2 separate regions of the Mus musculus genome follow, and region 1 is linked to region 2. A link is a contact called in public promoter capture Hi-C data. All regions are on one chromosome and are shown on one strand. Each heading gives the region's core, a stretch centred on a gene start, on an enhancer-like site or on the middle of the called end of the contact. The rest is flanking DNA. Distances are from core to core; before and after follow the strand shown.

What was found. Promoter capture Hi-C pulls out the DNA fragments that hold promoters and counts their contacts.
Region 1: a contact with region 2 is called in a promoter capture Hi-C map of liver, with 6 times the contacts expected there. The contact joins the promoter of Enpep here to the promoter of Ap1ar in region 2. A contact is called at or near these places in 6 of 39 promoter capture datasets (the C10 cell line, hippocampal neurons, liver and 2 more) and 3 of 115 datasets of contacts at active chromatin or transcription factors (extraembryonic endoderm stem cells, large pre-B cells and pro-B cells).

What each region holds. Positions count from the first base shown.
Region 1 is chr3:129,331,422-129,334,121 of GRCm38.p6, forward strand. It overlaps Enpep (glutamyl aminopeptidase), which reads right to left and starts at 1,328. Exons shown (of 20, transcript NM_007934.3): 1 at 441-1,328. The coding sequence starts at 1,060.
Region 2 is chr3:127,836,109-127,838,808 of GRCm38.p6, forward strand. Ap1ar (adaptor-related protein complex 1 associated regulatory protein) reads right to left here and starts at 1,415. Exons shown (of 10, transcript NM_145964.3): 1 at 1,041-1,415. The coding sequence starts at 1,117. Gm43653 (a long non-coding RNA gene) reads left to right here and starts at 1,389. Exons shown (of 2, transcript XR_003954551.1): 1 at 1,389-2,075.

The sequences.
Region 1 (2,700 bases), core at 78-2,577, 1.5 Mb after region 2:
TACAAGAAGGCAAAACATCTTACTTCTCAGATGAACAAGCAGAATTGAAAGCAAGGGCAGATAGGGATCAGACCCACAAAACACAAGAGATGGGAAGCAAAGAGAAAAGGCAAAAATAAACACTGCAGAAACTGGGTTCAGAGGAAGCACCACACAGCACTGTATTGCACCGCACACAGAACAACACAGCACAGCACCACACTGCATCACACCTCGTCCCACCACACACAGCATAACACAGCACCACACTGCACATAGTAGCACATACAGCTCAGCACCGCACCGCACCGCACACAGAACAAAACAACACAACACAACACAACACAACACAACACAACACAGCACAGCACCACACTGTATCACACCTCGTCCCACCACACACAGCATAACACAGCTCTGCACTACACACAGTAACACACACAGCACCACACAGCACATACCTGATTTGCCCGTCCTCCATGTAGGTGGTTTTGTAAAAACCCACAAGGGAACCGTTCAGCCAGCCTTTAAACTCCATGGTCAGCCGATAGACACTGTCCCCACTGGTGGCCGCAAGGTCTTCTGCAGCCTGGATCACCACGTACTCCTGCTTCTTATACTCGAAGCACCGTCGAATTGGTACCTGCTCCCCAGAGGGCCTCCTTAGCTCCGGCAGCTTGGTGATCTTGGTCTCCCTGATGTGGAGCCATAGGTCACGAGTGGGTTTGCTCAAGTTGACAGAGATGGTCACTATTCCCGTGTACCTGTCTTCCTCCATCAGGGCCTTCACCTCCAGGTCGTAGTGAACTGGATTGATGAAGTCAGGCAGCCTGAAGTTTTTCCATTCTCCGCTTTCATCTTCACTGTCAGGGCAGACATTCTGGTCCTGAGGAGGGAGGGCAGTGCTGGCTTCCGGAGGAGGTTGGGAAGGAGCTGGGGTTGTGTCCTGCTCACACGACCTGGTCAAACCCACAGAAAGTCCCACTATTAATCCAACTGCCACCACTACTCCACAGATGATGGCCACGTGTTTGCCTTTAATGCAGTATTTCTTGGAGGGCTCTTCCTCTGCAAAGTTCATTTTCTCCCCCGAAGTCAGATGTTACACATGAAAGGATGTTAAATTTAACTAACTTTCCTTGTCAGCTGACTTCCCTTTTCAATTGGAAGGCGTCCGATCCCTGGCAGCTTGGCTTCGCTTTCCCACACCTCTCCCTCTTCCCGGTCCTGCTCGTCCCCACCGGCCACTCCAGGATGAATGCGGAGACCAAGGAGTAGGATGGAGACGCAGAAGAGAAGCTGACTTGAAGGAGGAGGACTGATGAGAATGTTGGCTCAGCGCTATATAAACAGCGTCTCCCCAGGCCTGCCCCTTCTGAACTGGAGCGAGTTAAATATAAAACAGGGCTTGAGCTTATCGGCCAATACAGCAAAGGGGTGGGGGTTGGGAGAGGTGGAGATGTTGCCAAACCTCTGTCAGCTTCAGAGAAATCACTTGGCAAAGAGGTGTGCTTACGATAGAAAACGCAACCTTTGCCATCAGATCTAGGGCTTCTTCTTGCTGTGTGAGCAGCCGGGCTCTCTCAGCCAAAGGGCTTCTTAAATTTCACTATTTTATTAGGTTGCTTGCCAAAGAAGCTAAGCGTGATTTTTTTGTTGTTTTTTTTTTTTTTTTCTCCTCCTCTTTTCCTTCAAATTATGTAAACATTCCATTTCTGCCCTCTGCGGAAATCATATCTTAGAGTTCGATACTTGGAGGAGTTTCTAAGTTTAAGGATCATTTAGTCAGTCAGTGACAGAGTTACAGGACCAGGTAGTCCAAGGCAGGTAGATGGAAGGCAGAAGGGGAAATGCGAAGCAACTGGCCAGGTCAGGAAAGCCGAAAAAGGGGAAGGAGAGTGAGGGGGGGAGGGGGAACTTTGGAAAGTCTGAGAGTTTGTCCCAAAACGAGAGTATGCTCTGCAAACTTAGGAATAGTATGTCAGCTTTGGAGCAGATAGCAGCTGTAATGGCTGGCCCTACCAGAGAGCCATTAGCAATGATGTCATTGGTAGGGAGTGAAGGTATGCATAGAGGATTACAACTTCTTATGAGTAGCCAAGTTGCAAACACTAGCCATTGCTGACAATGGCAATGCAAACGTAATGTAGCTATGGAGGTTTTGAGAATTATATATAGTATTTTCTATAAGGTACTTTATAGAAACTAGCATACAAATTTTTTCCCACAATCCCATGCAATTGATTCTATTTGGCTGCCTGTTATAGAGATGGTGAAGGACACGCAGCTGGCAGTAGCAGAATTGGTGTCTGAGTTGAAGGGCCATGTAGTTACTGCACTGCACAGATTTTCTTATATAAAGAGAAGGAATATTCAAGATTAAATGATTATTAAAGGCTTAGCATTTTCCAAAGAGCAATTCCCATGGTCTAGGTAAGATAACATTAAAATCTCTGTCTGGGGAGATGGCTTAGTAAGTTTGTGCCTTGCAGCAGGCACGAAGGCCTGAGTTTGGTTACTAGTACCCACATTAAAAAAAAAAAAACAAACAAACGAACAAACAAACAAGCCCAAGTATAATGGTATAAAACTCGGAATGCCAGTGTTGGAGAGGTGTAGGCAACGGGATCATTGAAGCTCACCAACTCCTCAGCCTAGCCCACTTGGCGAGTTAAGAGCAAAGCCAAGATGGTTGTCTGTCTGAGGAATGGCAGCCAAGTT
Region 2 (2,700 bases), core at 165-2,664:
CATAGCTTCACAAACGAGTTCACTCACGAAGTACTTGGAATAACATGATTTTGGATCACAATGCACAACAGCTGTCAAAGTAAAGTACAGAAATCAGGAAAATCAAAATACCAAACTAAGTAGAAATGTTTTAAGTCCATCCCCTCCCATTCTAGGGACGCATAGAGTAACACCTTCACTACTTTGACACACTGCTTAATTAGTGAATCATTTTATAATGCACTCATGACCCAAAGATTCGAATTACAAATCACTTGGTTCCAGTTTGTGTGGGCTGAAAGCTTCCCAATACAAAGCTATTGGCTGAAAATTGGGCACCATGCTTAAGAAAGTTCAAAACAGATATGTTCTTTAGTTAGATTGGCTGGCTTAGATTTTTTGATTCTAGGTTTTAATTCCCGAAAAATGCTTAGGAATAATAAAATCAACATCAATGCTATGTGCCCCCGGGTTTTTTGTTTTGTTTTGTTTTTTCACTATTCTAGGAAATAAAGGTACAACAGTAATCACACAATTTTGCTATTGGATAGAAAAATCTGAAGCATATCCCACTTTCCTCACAAGAGACGTGCTGCTCGGTGACATTTTGGTTAGATTATCGAGCATAAGGGTAGCAATCACAGCATGGTATTCCTCTCCAAAATTCTAAGTTATTGCTATGAAAGGATTCGCATACAGCCGCACCAGTCGCTTCAATGGCCAGTGTGCACTGCGATCCTGCAGCTCTTTACCTAAGAGTTCACCAGAGCCTGGAGCAGAAGTGACTTCTATTTAAAATGCACCTGGGGCATCAACCTTGGGGCCAGATTTTCACCTGTTCTGTCAAGGCCCAAAAGGAAGACCAAACACAGAGACAGAAGCTTTGGCGTTAAGTCAAAGCAGGGTGTGTCCAGGAGGCAGTGCCGGGTGCTTACAGGAGATCGTACCTCCCGAGGTAAGTCCTCAGGGACAGGGAGCCTGCACGGGGGCGGCGGGCACCACCACCACCGCCGATCCCCGGCCGCGCATCCCGGGCATCCCGGGCCTGCGCTGCCGCTTACCCTCCGCCCGCTCGCTGCAGCCGACCCGCTTCCCGGCGGAGCAGCCCGAAGCATTGCGTCCAGCAGCAGTTCCCCATCGCATGCCGCCCGGAGCCGCCGCTCCTCCTCCTGCCCCGAGCGCGAGCCCAGGCGGAGCAGCTGCATCCGCGCCGGCCGGAGCTCGGCAGACGGCGACGCCGGGAACAAAGGCCGCCGCTAGGCCCGCGGGCTCCGGGCTACCGCGGCGCGAGGGACGAGCGCAGGGCCGTGGGGTCCCGGGTCTCCAGCCGTCCGCATGGCCCGCTCGCCACCCGCCCGGCCGCCCGCGCCCGTCACCGCCCCGGCAGCCGCGGGAGGCCCGCGCCGCCACGCCCCCTGCCGCTCCCGGGCTCCCATTGGACACGTTTCTGGCGGCTACCGCTTCCGGCGGCTGGCGCGGGCGTCATTTCCGCTGGATTCCGGCTTGGCTGGCAGCGCCGGGCAGGAGGCGCTGTTCTCGGTTGTAGGTGCTGTGTGCTGAACCTGATCCTAGACGGGGATCTGCTCTCTCTCTCTCTCTCTCTCTCTACGCCACTTCTGGCGCCTTCGTCGCCCGCTGTCAAGCAGTGGGGATCATGCAGCGCATGCTCGAGCGCAAGCTTAGCCTTCGAACTTTGTACCTAGAGCGCACGAGCCTCCCCTTCTGCAGCAGCGGGTCGGAAGTCACCCAACGAGTGCGCTCCAGGATGGCACCAGAGCTAGAGGCAGAGAGGAGGGACTCACTGCCGTTACTTAGAACACACTAAGAGGCTTTTTGTTTTATTTTGTTTTGTTTTGTTTTAATTCTTAAAATATTCTCGTTTGCGGAGCAGCTTATTCTCGTTATACTGCCAGCGGACTGGAGAGACACTGTGCACTCCTAGGCGGATTTTCTTTTATTAAAAACGAAAAGTTCCAGCTTGGGCATGTAGCTCGGTTGGTAGAAGTGTGGTGGAAAAATCTGCAGTCAACAGCACTTGAGAGATGGAAGCAGAGTCATAAATTCAAAGTCAACCTCAGATACACATTAAGTTGGAGGTCAGTCCGGACTGTGTGAGACCCTGTATTTTTATTTTTTATTTTTTAAATTAAAAGTAATTTCAGGTGGAGAAGAGGAGAACCAGAAGAAGTCAGCAAAAGGTCTTGGGTTTTCGGGAGAACAAGCCATTTCTAATTCAAATATAATATTCTAATTCCAAGTTAAGAAGAGCAAGGCTGGGGTAAAGGTCCATGTTCTCAAATGCCACCCTAAAAACCCCCTTTCAGACACCAGGTAGCTTTAAAAGCAGAAGGCAGAAGTATGCCTGGGAGTTGGAGGCCGGCCTGATCTACAGAGCCAGATCCTGGCCAGCCATGTCTATGTAATGAAACCCTGTCTAACCCAACTGGATCCAAGGCATAGTTGTTTCACAAATGCCCAGTTCTGTGGATAACATGCTCCACTGATACCATATATTACAATTTTAACCCACTTTAGTGTGAGTGAAATGGTGACATTGAAAAAAAAAAAAGAAAAGAAAACAGTACTACTAGGAAAACATTCTTTCAACTACTCATTTTGTTGGTTCTTAGCATCAAGGCCAGCCATGATTTCAGTCTTAGCACTTAGTGAACTTGACTCTTTGGTATTCAAGTGGACAAGCCCCACTGCTCATTGGATGCC